2 separate regions of the Mus musculus genome follow, and region 2 is linked to region 1. The links are chromatin contacts, called in public capture Hi-C maps. All regions are on one chromosome and are shown on one strand. The core of a region is the stretch at or near the end of the contact, and the rest is flanking DNA. Distances in the headings are between cores, read along the strand shown.

Evidence for each region. Capture Hi-C pulls out chosen DNA fragments and counts their contacts.
Region 2: a capture Hi-C map of macrophages shows a contact between it and region 1, with 2.7 times the contacts expected there. The contact joins the promoter of Gsn here to the promoter of Rabepk in region 1. A contact is called at or near these places in 1 of 15 datasets of contacts at CTCF or cohesin (large pre-B cells), 3 of 115 datasets of contacts at active chromatin or transcription factors (bone marrow-derived macrophages, embryonic limb bud and pancreatic cancer cells) and 1 of 9 other capture datasets (macrophages).

Annotation. Positions count from the first base shown.
Region 1 is chr2:34,797,206-34,803,503 of GRCm38.p6, reverse strand. It overlaps Rabepk (Rab9 effector protein with kelch motifs), which reads left to right and starts at 3,592. Exons shown (of 8, transcript NM_145522.4): 1 at 3,592-3,753; 2 at 6,071-6,129. The coding sequence starts at 3,736.
Region 2 is chr2:35,277,965-35,283,731 of GRCm38.p6, reverse strand. Gsn (gelsolin) reads right to left here and starts at 1,352. Exons shown (of 17, transcript NM_146120.4): 1 at 1,131-1,352. The coding sequence starts at 1,268.

The sequences.
Region 1 (6,298 bases), core at 2,343-4,842:
AGTTCATAGCTTAAAATTGTCATAAAAACATCATTAAAAGAAATTCAGATGAGCACTTATGCACTTACTACATAGTAAATCAAAGTTAATAGAATAGTCACTACCATCAATAGGATAAACATCAATGGGGACCTAACCTAAGTACTACATTTGATAGAAGCAAAATGTTTGAAAACAAGTGTTTTACCAACAGTTTACTTCCTTTACATTCTTTAACACTCGTTTTATTTTGTCTTTTTCTTTCGGGGAGGGGGGTTTGAGACAAGGTTTCTCTGTGTATAACCTTGGCTGTCCTGGAACTCACCCTGTGGCATAGGCTGGCTTCAAACTCAGAGATAGACCTGATTGTGTCTCCCGAGTCCTGAAATTAAAGGAGTGCGCCACCATGGCCAAGCTACTTTAACGGTCCTATTGAACTGAGTAAGACCTACTTTGGAAAACCAAGAAAACGACACTTTGAGTTACAGGGGAACAGCTCAGAGGTCATAAAAACATTTGAACTTATTGATAAGCAACTGCTTGTTCACTTAAATAGCTCAGCAACGTGCTAAGAAACGGGATCCACATCCAAATTATCAGAAGAAAACTACCACTCCTAAGAAGCAATTTAGGGGAGTGGTGAAGCTGAGGCGACTTGTCATTCTCTCCCATTATGGTCGCATCGATCCCGCCCACCGGCTTCCACCTCTCAGGGTCTTAAACACACCGCGGCCGCGTCCCTGGAGCAGACAGCGGCTCCTGTTACCTCTGCTGGGAGGACCCCATCCCGGGAGCACTACCCGCTCGGCCCGGCTCCGTCTCCGGGAGGCCGAGCGAGTTAAAGTGAGAGTCTTTAAGCTCGGAGTCCCGTGAGGGTCAGGGGATCGTGACATCCCCCGGGATCTCCCCTCAAAGAACTGGACAGCATTCGGGGGATCCGGGCTCCCCTGGTTCTCCGCGTCACGCCGCCTCGGACCCGGTCCTTTCACACCGCGGAGCGCCCTCCGCCGGAAGGGGCTTGCCTCGCAAGCTGGACGGCCTCCGGCCCGGCTCACCTTCGGGTCGTTCTAGGGAAGGTACTTGCACTGCCGCGCTATCTCCACATACTTGTCCAGATTCAGCGGCGCCATTTTAGGGAGAACAAACCGCATCGCTGCCAGCGGCGGAGGCCGAAGCCGGAACCGTCCTTACGTCACGTCCGACCCGTGAGTGGAGTCTGCGCAGTGACGTCAAAGCCTGACTCTCTTCAGAACCCCGACACGCCCCGCGTCGGGTCTCCACGAGAACCCGGCTGTCCTGCTGATGAAACCTAGGACCTGTGGCTGTCTGCCGCGGGGAGTGCTGGGATTTGTAGTTTTAGTGAAAAGCTCTTCTACTCTTGCAACAGACTTCACCTTCGAAAAACTAGATGAGGCTTTTTCTAGGGAAGACCACAAAATGAGTAACTGAGAATTCCCTGGCTCTCCCACCCTGTAAAGCACCCTGTCGGTATCTTCAGTTAAAGTTGGAGTAAGTGGCCGGTCGGTGGTGGCTCACGCCTTTAATACCAGCACTTGGGAGGCAGAGGCAGACAGATTTCTGAGTTCAAGGCCAGCCTGGTCTACAGAGTGATTTCCAGGACAGCCAGGGTTACACAGAGAAATCCTGTTTCGAAAAAAACCAAAGAGGGGCTGGAGAGATGGCTCAGCGGTTAAGAGCACTGACTGCTGCTCTTCTAGAGGTCCTGAGTTCAATCCCCAGCAACCACATGGTGGTTCACAACCATCTGTAATGGGGTCTGATGCCCTCTTCTGGTGTGTCCGAGTATAGCAACAGTGTATTCATATACGTAAAATAAATAAATCTTAAAGAAAAAAAAAAGAAGAACAAAACAAAAGAATTTGTCTTGGTTGGTTTGTTTGAGTCATCTTTTTAGCCCCTTGACTCTCATTTTTAAAAACAGAATTCAAACATCCCTCCAAGAACTTAGAATGTGATTTCTAGTCTAAATGAATTGGTTTCTACAATGTAAACCATCTGATAGTCCATTTTTTCTTGATAATATACCCTTCCAGCATGGCTTCTTGGTGTAATCCAAACCAAAAGGCCCAAGGCACATTCTGGAGCTCTGAGAAGGACTCGCTGTCTAAATATATGTTGGGCACATGGCAGAGCCAACCTAGCCCTGATTCTCTCCAGAAGGAAAGCAGAGTGAGGGGCTGGCGAGACGGCTCAGCGGGTAAGAGCACTGACTGCTCTTCCGAAGGTCCCAAGTTCAAATCCCAGCAACCATATGGTGGCTCACAACCACCCGTAATGAGATCTGACACCCTCTTCTGGTGTGCCTGAAGACAGCTACAGTGTACTTACATATAATAAATAAATCTTAAAAAAAAAAAAAAAAGAAAGCAGAGTGAGTGCATACCTCTAAATTCTTTGGCAGTCTATGGGAGCTTTCTGATAATTACAGGCAATCACAAAGACTCAGGTATTGGAAATATAATGGCAAAGTTGTGAAGAGAGCTGTAGCCCAATTTTACTTTGTCCATGAATTTTGGTTATATTTTCAAGTAACTAAATAAATAAATTGGAGTGGGAGCATTGTAAATCTTTTCTGTAAATCACAGCATTTGTATGGTGGAGGCAGCAGAATCAGGAGTTCAAGACCATCCTCAGGTATACAGTGAGATGGGAGGCAAGCCTGGACTGCATGAGACCCTGTCTCAAAATTAAAACCCAAGTTTTTCTTTTACTTGCACTAGTAAATTCTCTAGACAGCTGTGTTCCGATATTGCTATTCCCATTCTATCTATGAGTAAACTAGGGTTCAGAGAGGAGCAGACTCGTCAGACATTTCCCATTTAGTGCGGGAGCTTGTTTGAAGCCAGTCTGTCTTCCCTCTCCCACTAAAGACACACTACTTCTGTTTCTAGGCTGTCTTGAGTTCTGAGGGAAGTTAGTGAGCTCAGAGTATGGTACTCTGTTCACACATAGGCACATAGGCGAGCTATCTTTGTTTTAGGAAAGTCACGGGGCACCTATAGCTAGGACATAGATCAGAGAGGATGCAGATGAAGCTGTCAACAGAGGTAGTTTGTGTCTAGATAAAAATAATCACGGCTTTTACAAAGGACCAGCTCTGGGCCTCCATAAAAATTCCCGACTACAACCTCTATGGAAATCTTAAAATTTGTGTGTCGCTGAGAGAAGACACCAAAAGTATTAATAACTTTCCCCAAGAACATACAGTGTCAATGAACTTTTTATTCTTCAGCGTTTACAATAGGACCTCCTAGTTGTCCTTCGTGTTTAATCTCTCTGCTCAGCCTGTGAGCTCCCGGAAAGCCCAGGGCCTGTGGTCTGGAACGTGCTGTAACCACAAACAGCGATTATGGAAATAACCCGCTTTAGGATCCACAGTTTGAACCAACCTCAAACCTGCACAGGCAAAACCTAGCATCCTATGGCATGCAGGAAATCTCACTCGGGAGCCTGAAGCAGAATTCAAGGTCAGCCTGGCTTACGTGAGTTCCAACCCATCCTTCCCCTTCAGAAGTCACTACTAAGGACTGCTGTAACAAACTCCGTCGGGACCCGAAATTGGAGTTATGGACCGGATGCCAACCAGTACGCAGAGTTCCGGGAGGCCCTGACTAAGTTTGGCGCGTAGTCCCGGAGACCCGGAGGCGTAGAGCGGTTGGCCTGGACGCGCTTCCGGGACTGGGGAAGAGGACGGGCTCCTAAGCTCCGCCCCATGGGTGGAGCCACGTCCAGGACATGCGGGGGCTGCGGCAGGTAATAGGTGCTGGGCTGGAGGTCTCTTAAGGCAGTAGGCTTGAACTGGGTGGGAGGGGTAGTACCCATGGTCTCCGGCCGGTCAGTTTTGGGGAAAGCTGGCAGCCATTTCTCCCTGACCCCGACTTCTTTCGCGCGGAGATGTGGCCGGCAGAGGGGACGCAAAGGAGGTGGCTAGGAGAGTCCCCGCCACGCCGGCCCCTCTAAGCTCTGGGCTGACCCTGTGGTCATTAGCCTAGCCCGCTTGTGGGCCTCATCGGCCCAACTCTCCTTTAATTCCCTTTCTTCATTCGTTTGTCCTTCACTTCTACACTCTGCAGGTCCATTGGTAAGTTATCGGAATGAATCAGAAGGCCGGACATGCTAACATTTTGGAATCTAGTTTCGATACTTTTCTGTTACTTTTATTTTGAGACAAGTCTCACTGTGTAGCTCAAGCTGGCCTCTGCTGCCTCAAGCCTCTCTAGTGCCATGTAGTGCACCACCATGCCTGGCCGATTACAGACTTTTAAATAGATAGTTACATTCAGGGATGTAAGGGTGTAGTTCAATTGGTAGACTGCCTGCCTATCGAGAACTTAGCCCTGGGTTTGATCTCCAGAAGGCATAAAAAGGTATGGTGGTGTTTGCCTGTAATTCCAGCTTTTGGGAGGTGGCAGCAAGAGAAGCAGAAGTTCAGGGTCATCCTTGGCTACATAATGAGTGGGGGCTAGCCTAAGGTACATAAGACCGTGTCTCTAAATGAGTAATGAGTTTAAAAGAAAAGATAATTACGTTCAGAATGACTCCTGTAATATGGTGGTTAAATGGATACAGTCATATATATTGTGGTCTAAACCCAAGTCCTGATTAAGCCTTCCTGCCGAGGGTGTATGTGATGTATATTGCTAATCCCTGAGGCAGGAGCAGTAACTTGAGAGACTGGAAAGGGGTAATCTCTTTAAATAACCTTTGAAATTTTCTGGGACTTGAACCCAGAGCTTTGCCCATGCTAAACAGACACTCTACCACAGAGCCATGCCAACTCCTTGAAACTGGCTTTAAATATCCACTAGCAGTGTGAAAATTTACAGGAAGGAAAGATAGGGGCGGCAGTAATTACCACAGAATGCTTGTTAATTTTATTAAATTCCCACTGGGTGAGGCAGTGCAAGTTATGAAAGTCAGAGGAGCAACAGAAAGCCCAGTATTGCAGGCAAGGCCCCAAAAAGCCACAGAGTGAGATCCTGTCCGAAAATAACAGCAAAAAGATAGAGACCAGAAAACTTGGTTTCTATGGCATGCTAGGGCCAAGGTGAGGCAGGGTTAGCCCTAGATGTCCTAGAACTCACTATGTAGACTAGGCAGGCATAGAAATCACAGAGACCACATGCCCCCACCTCTGCCTCACCGGTGCTGGGATTAAAGGTGTGCACCACTATGCCTGGCTCTCAAAAAAAAAAAGTTTAAATCCAATTTTTAAGTTAGCCTATAAAACAACATGTCTCATTATGCCGTTTTCATATGTTCTGATTTGCACCCGCTGCATGGCTGCCTTCCTTGACACCCTGTGAGTTCTTTATTTTGGAGGTGGTTCTTTCGGGTTTTGTTTGTTGTTTTTGTTTTTGCTTTTCAAGACACGGTTTTCCTGGATAGTCCTGGCTGTCCTGGAACTCACTCTGTAGACCAGGCTGGCCTCAAACTTCAGAGATCCTCCTGCCTCTGCCTCCTGGGTGCTGGTACTAAAAGTGTGTGCCACTACCACCTGGCTAACCTGTTTTATCTTAATAAAGATCTTAAGGCCTCTGACAGTTTGATGTATGTTCATCCCTTATGAGCCTTACAGACAGAAGGAAAACATTAGCTGAGAAACTTCAAAAGCTATGTTGTGTCAACAGCTGGAATGTAACTCAAGATAGACACTTACCTAGCATGCATAAAGCCCTGGATTATCACTGGGGGCCGGGGGGTGGGGGGGGGGCAGCTGGATATAGTGGTTACAGTACTGAGGAGAATTAGGCAGGAGAGTTGCCCAGAGTTGGAAGTCAGCCTGGGCTACTTGTTTCTGAACAAGAAAGAATTATCTCAGAAGTGTGGTAACGTTGATTCAGATTTGTCAGGCCTTTGAACTTCGTACATTCAACCTCAGAGATTTGGGGTGTTTGTTTTGTTTTGTTGTTTTTCTTCCTGGTTTCAACCTGGGGCCTTTCTCATCCTGGGCAAATGCTCTACCACTGAGCTCCTCCACAATCCAATAAGAAAGGTTTGAGAGGGGTGTGGTTGGGTTTGTTGTCTTGTGGGAAGATGTCTGAACACTCCCTTCCTCTCTTCTGCACAGGGCATCATGAAGCAGCTGCCCATCTTGGAGCCTGGAGACAAGCCCAGGAAAGCCACATGGTCTGTAAGGAAGGATTCAGATGCATATAAGAACTTGAGTTTTTGTTTCATGTAGTTTGCTAACACATCTGATTATCACTGCAAAGAGGTAGTCATGAAACTGTGGTAATGAGACTGAAACTGTCTGGGAAGATCTTCAGAGGAAAGATAGAGGGGAAATAATTATCAA
Region 2 (5,767 bases), core at 103-2,602, 480 kb before region 1:
ATGACAGAGGAGGCAGAGAGCTCCCTCCCTTTTGGGGAGATAGCTAAGGCACAAAGAGGCAGGCTGTCTTTCAGGGGCCCCCATTTGGGAGACAACATAGAGGGATAGCCCTGGACTCCAAAGGCACTCTCTGCCCCTATGGATAGACACTCCCAGATAGCAGTGGCAAATCTCTCAGTCCCCAGTGACTCTGCATGCTCTCTTCCAGAACCTTTGTGGCTTAGGACGCATTATCCACCCCTACTCTGCAAATGGGGAAACAGGACCAAAGGGCAAGGGGCCCGATCCTAGGTCCCGTGGTTGGTTTTGCTCCTTGGAAGGGGAAGGATCATCACAGCCCACTAAGGACTGGCTTAGTGGGCCCAAGTGGCCTCCTGAGCTGTCTGCCTCCTCCCTCCTGCCCCGCCCCCAGCATCCCACCCACCAAATTTCCACATCTTGGGAAAGGGGGAAGGAATGGAGCCTGAAGTCTGCAGGGGGAACCTGTTAGGAGAAGGTTTGAGGGTGGGAAAGGCTGCCAGACATGCTCTGTAGGTGCCAATGGGACAGACGGTTAGGTTTGCGCCCAAGGAGGGATGTCAGCAGGTCACCTCAGACAGAGGAAGGTCTGGTTGGAACAAAAAGCAGGCAGAAGTCAGAAGCGATTGGGGAGAAAAACTCAGGTAGTGGAGAGTAGAGAACAGAAAGGGCAGACAAGTGGGAGGGGTCGGGCAGGGGAGGAGACCACAATCAGGGTAGAGAGAAGAGAATAAAATAACAGTCCTGTCCAGAGGCTTTCAAAGGGGAAACCGAACGGGAGGGGACAGACAAACAGCAAACAGCAAACGCAGAGGACTCTGAGAAAGACCAGCAAGAAGGGCAGTAGTTAGACATGATAAAGGAGATGGGATCCAAATCAGTAGTGGGGAAAGATCCGGCCAAGGTGAGGTTAGCCTGCAGGAAGGAAAGAGCTTTGGCCCCGGCCCCCGAACCCCGCCCCCAGGAGCCCCGAAGCAGCAAGACATACTTACAAAGCAACAAAACAGTTTTTCCATTCTACACCTGAATTACTCCCCTTTTCCTAGCGCTGTATCTGCAAGAACTTACAATAGACAATTACTCGGGGAGCCCCGGGGACCCCGGGCACTCACCCGCGCCTCAGACACCCGACTTTGGGGCGCCCTCTCTTGGGCCCTGCCCCGTGATGTGGTGGCTGCATGGGAAGGCGACAGTGCGCACAGCGCCAGGAGGAGCAGCGCGCAGAGCAGTGAAGAGCGGTACGGAGCCATGGCGACGGTGAGGACCCAGGCTGCGGCCGCGGACCCTTGGTCGCCCCAACCTTTAAGTAACCGGCCGTCCCATCCCGCCCTAGCTGAGGACCGCCCAGCAGGGAGGGCCTTGCGGCCCGCGGGGGAGGCGGGTATCTGTCCGGGATCTCTGAGACATCTGGGTTCCCTTCCCACTGGGACCAACCCGACTGGGTGCGGTCGCCCCTTGGACCCTAGTTTCCAATCAGAAGATCCGGCCTGTGGTCTGACATATAACAGATGCTAACTCAGTGAGAGTTTTTCTGGGGCCCGTTCAACCGCCTTCTTATTGGTCCAATAAGCAGATCCAACAAAAACTAACCAAAACAACAAAAAACACCTAGCATGAACTAACAAGTTCATGGCGGTTTCCAACTCAAGTACTCTTTTTGGATTGTTCTCCCCTCCCCCCAGTGACATTTTTTCTTTCTTTCTGTTTTGTTATTGTTATTTTGAGCAAATCTTAGTTTGTTGTACAAAGTTCTTGCCTGTTGACTGGTTGCCCCTGCCCAGGGCAATACTTGTATCCATCTCCTTTAAAGGATAACACCTCCATTTCCTTCTGCAACCTTTTCCCCCCACCTCCCCGCCCCATTTCAGGCCCTCTCCTTCCCTCGCTCCTCATCACTGGGAAATGTGGACCTAAGTTAAACTACTAAGTACCACCTACTATGTCTCCTAGAGGTTGCAGAGGGTTAGATCAGGCCTGCTCAGATAGCCTGGTCTGCAGGAGGCAATGCATCGCTGTCCCAGCTCCCTTGGGAGCCTACATAGCATGACTTCTATCTAACTTTGCTGTCTCCCTCCCCAGTTTCTTCCCACTTAAGGGGAAACAGTTCACAGCTAAGAGAACACAGAGAACAGCTGAGACTGAAGGTTATGGGGACTTCAGATGGCCTGGGTCTTGTCGCAGGGGAGACTGAGAACATTTCCAGGGGAGGGAACAGCATATAGGCAGAGGGCAAGCAAACACAGGCCATGCCCAGTAAATAGCTAGGATCTGATTTACAGGGGGGCAAGGCAAGAAAGGTGAGTACCCCTAGAAATGGGATTTTATCAGGTGTTTGTAGAGGCCTTGAATTCTCTGGGCTCCATGGTCTAGGAAGCCCACCTTCAAGCCTGTGTAGCCTACAGTGGGCTGCCCTGGGCACAACTCAGGGAGGTGATTAAAGCCCACACTGCTTGCAGGAACATTTCTGGAAGCATAAGCCATTTTCACCTCTCTAGATAGAAAGTAGATTGTGCATATTCAAGACACATAATACAACATTCCCTACAGAGCTGCTTGCAATGGACAAGGATATGCATTGAAGCATTGTTCAAAGAGAATTGGAAATGACCCAAATGCCCTGGGGACATAAGTGATGGGACTGTCACACAATGGACCACAAAGCAACTGTGAAAAGAAAAAGAAGTCAGAGCCAGTTGTGCCTGGTAGCACATAGTAGGCACTCAGTAGGCATGGAGAGACCTCCAGGTGCCAGAAGCAAATTGCACAATGATGTCTCTTCCTTTCTATAAGGAAAGAATCTGCAGTTGATGCACAAACCCTTGCAAAGTCAGTAAACGCTGCACTGTTAAAGCTATCACTTCGACTAGGAGAGAGACGTCACCTTGGACACTGCCGTGGCGTGGCTGCCCAGGCTGGAGAGAGTCCTCAGATCACTGTAATGGTGGGAAATTTTTAATACCACACCACGATGATGATCATACAACCAGTTCACGCCACAGAAAAATCACAGAACTGTGTGCTTCGGTGAGTGGACTGTGCATGCTACATGCGTTACATCCTGAGACACTTCCTGAAATAGCAGCTTAAAGCACAAGATCTAAAACATGACACAGATACATCTAGCCGGCCAGTGATGGTGCACACCTTTAACCCCAGTATTCGGGAGGCAGAAGCAGGCAGATCTCTGTGAGTTCAAAGCCAGTCTGGTCTATAAAGAGAGTTCCAGGACAGCTAGGACTGCCCAGAGAAACCCTACCCCAAAAAAGCCAAAGAAAAGAAATATATCCAATAGAGTTGATTGATTGATTGATTGATTGATTAATTGATTGATTTAGAACTGTAGTCTAGAAAGACTGCTTTAAGAACATGCCTGAGGGGATACTTGCTCCTTGGCTGACTCAGGAAATGACCAGGAGCCTGAGCCAGCAGCTGGCCTGGCTACACAGCCCCCTCAGGAACAGGGAAGCAGTGTGGCCCCAGCTTACCCAGTTGGTGATTAACAGAAGGCCAGTATGGCTTGGCCTCGACCCCTGGGGTCAGTGACCACTAGCCCAGGCTCCCCCCGAAGTTAATGATCACAAAGGTGGTGATCTTTGCTGGCTATGTAGCTATGGAGTTTAGGCCATATTAACCAAGGCCCCACCCCTGCCTTCTAAGACCCTGAAGCCTAGAAACTCTCACTCCAAGGCCTCAGTGAAGGAGACCCGGATGGGGCAGCGATACTCTGTTCCCTGCCTGGAAGAGGTTCGTGAGTTCAAGAGAACAAGGAGTTTAAGAGAGGGTAAAAGGCAGGGATCCCCTGTTAGAGAAGGGTCTGCCACAGATGACCTGGATGACTCTAGGCAACTCATTCTTTATGGGTCTAGGTGTCCATACAAAAGGTGCCTCAATACTCTTCTGGACCCAGAGCATGGCTGCACCATCCTGCCCAGAACCTACTTGCTTCTATGCTTCGATGTCCCTATCTGCAAAATGGGGACAGTGGACCATCTCACCTTGGCACGTCCTTCTGAATCAGACCACCTACGATCCCTGCCATATGTAAGAGGTTCTGAAATCAGAAACAGCAAGTCACCTCACCTCTAGATCCAGTGAGTTATCAAGCCCCATAAGACACCAAAGCCTGGAACCTCTCACTATGGTGCACCAGGGAGTAGAGACTATGATAGGGAAACACTGTCTTGCTCTGTTCCCTGCTTGGAAAAAGATGTATGAATTCAGGGGAGCAAGTAGATACACGTGCATAAGAAAGGAAAGCAGACCGATGGCAGAGAAACCAAGACTCGGCGCCACTCGTGTGGAAGGAGGCACTGCTGATATTCTAAACCTTGTCTGGGATTCCTGGACCCAATTCTGTCTGGGAGGCAGAAGCAAGAGCTCTGGCCCCACCTCACCTGGGGAGGGAGCAGTAGCCCAGCCCAGGAAAGGCTGCTGTTGCTAAACCAGTCCAAGCCTCTGCCAAGCAGACATCTCTAGAGCAGCAGACCCTACAACATCTCCCAGGCTGGGCGATGTCTATGTAGATCCTCAGGCCACCGCCACTGGGTGGAGAAAGACTGTGGTACCTCCATTCCAAGACACTCAGACCTGGGATGGCTGCTCTGACTTGAATGTAGCACTGTTAGCACTTCGACTGGTGTGGGTCTTTGGTCCCTGCTCTTTGCTGTGCCTCAGAGACCCCCTTAATCTCCCATCTTGGCTGTGTGTGAGTCCTGCCCAGTGTCCCCTTATACACCAGGCAGCTCTTAGTATCTGACACAGGATGGGTCAAGGGGCCCTTCCCTCCCCTATGGTTGGATCCAGGGTCCCAGAACCATCTCTTGAACCCTTCTTTCTTCTATGATTAGCTTCCAGTCAATCTGTGGATCTCCGTGGGCCTCCTAGGGTGGCTACCAGATGAGATGCCTCACCCTCACCCTCCACCCTCGGCCTCAGTATACAAAAGGCCTTGGCAGGCTGGGAAGACACCACCCTGTTCTGTTCCCTCACCCGAGACATTGCAGCGCTCTCTCTCTCTCTCTCTCTCTCTCTCTCTCTCTCTCTCTCTCTCTCTCTTTCTCTCTCTCTCCCTCTCTCTCTCCCCTTGTGTACTTTTAGCCCACTGCTGTTCTCTGGTCCCCCTGGGAGCACCCACCCTTCTGGCCTAGGATTTTGCCAATAGGGACAATGGTCAGTAAACAGAGAAGGCAGTTATGAAACCCAGTGGAAGCAAACAGGGTCAGCACAAGTTCTGGCAAGCCCCATGCATGGACTTGAAAGCACACAGGCCTCAGCACCTGTAACCAAGGCCTCAGTTTCCTCATTTTTAGAATGAAGAGGATGGTGTCAGGCTTGTGGAACAACAACAAAACCTAAGACCTGGCATGCATTAACTCCCAAAGGTTTCCTAGTTGCTGCTCTCTGCTCTCAGAGGCCTGGGCTGAGCAAATCCATACCTACTGGATGGCAGCCTAGAGGTAAGACCACAGGATGCAAATGGGACTTGGGCTCAGGTTGGGCTGTGCATTGTGGACTGGGTCAGTTCCCATTCTAAGCTCCAGTCACTTATTTGTATACAGGGAACTATGGGAGGAAATAGGAGCAAGCCACAAGACTGCCATATGTAATGGTCACTAGCTTCTTGTCTCTTTCAAGCAGAAAACGACATCTCCAGGCCATGGAGCCGTGTCCACACACTAGACTTAAATCTCAGGTCTGTGGACAACACCAGATCCAAGGCCTGGGGCTCATGGAACAGAGTTCCCCGATA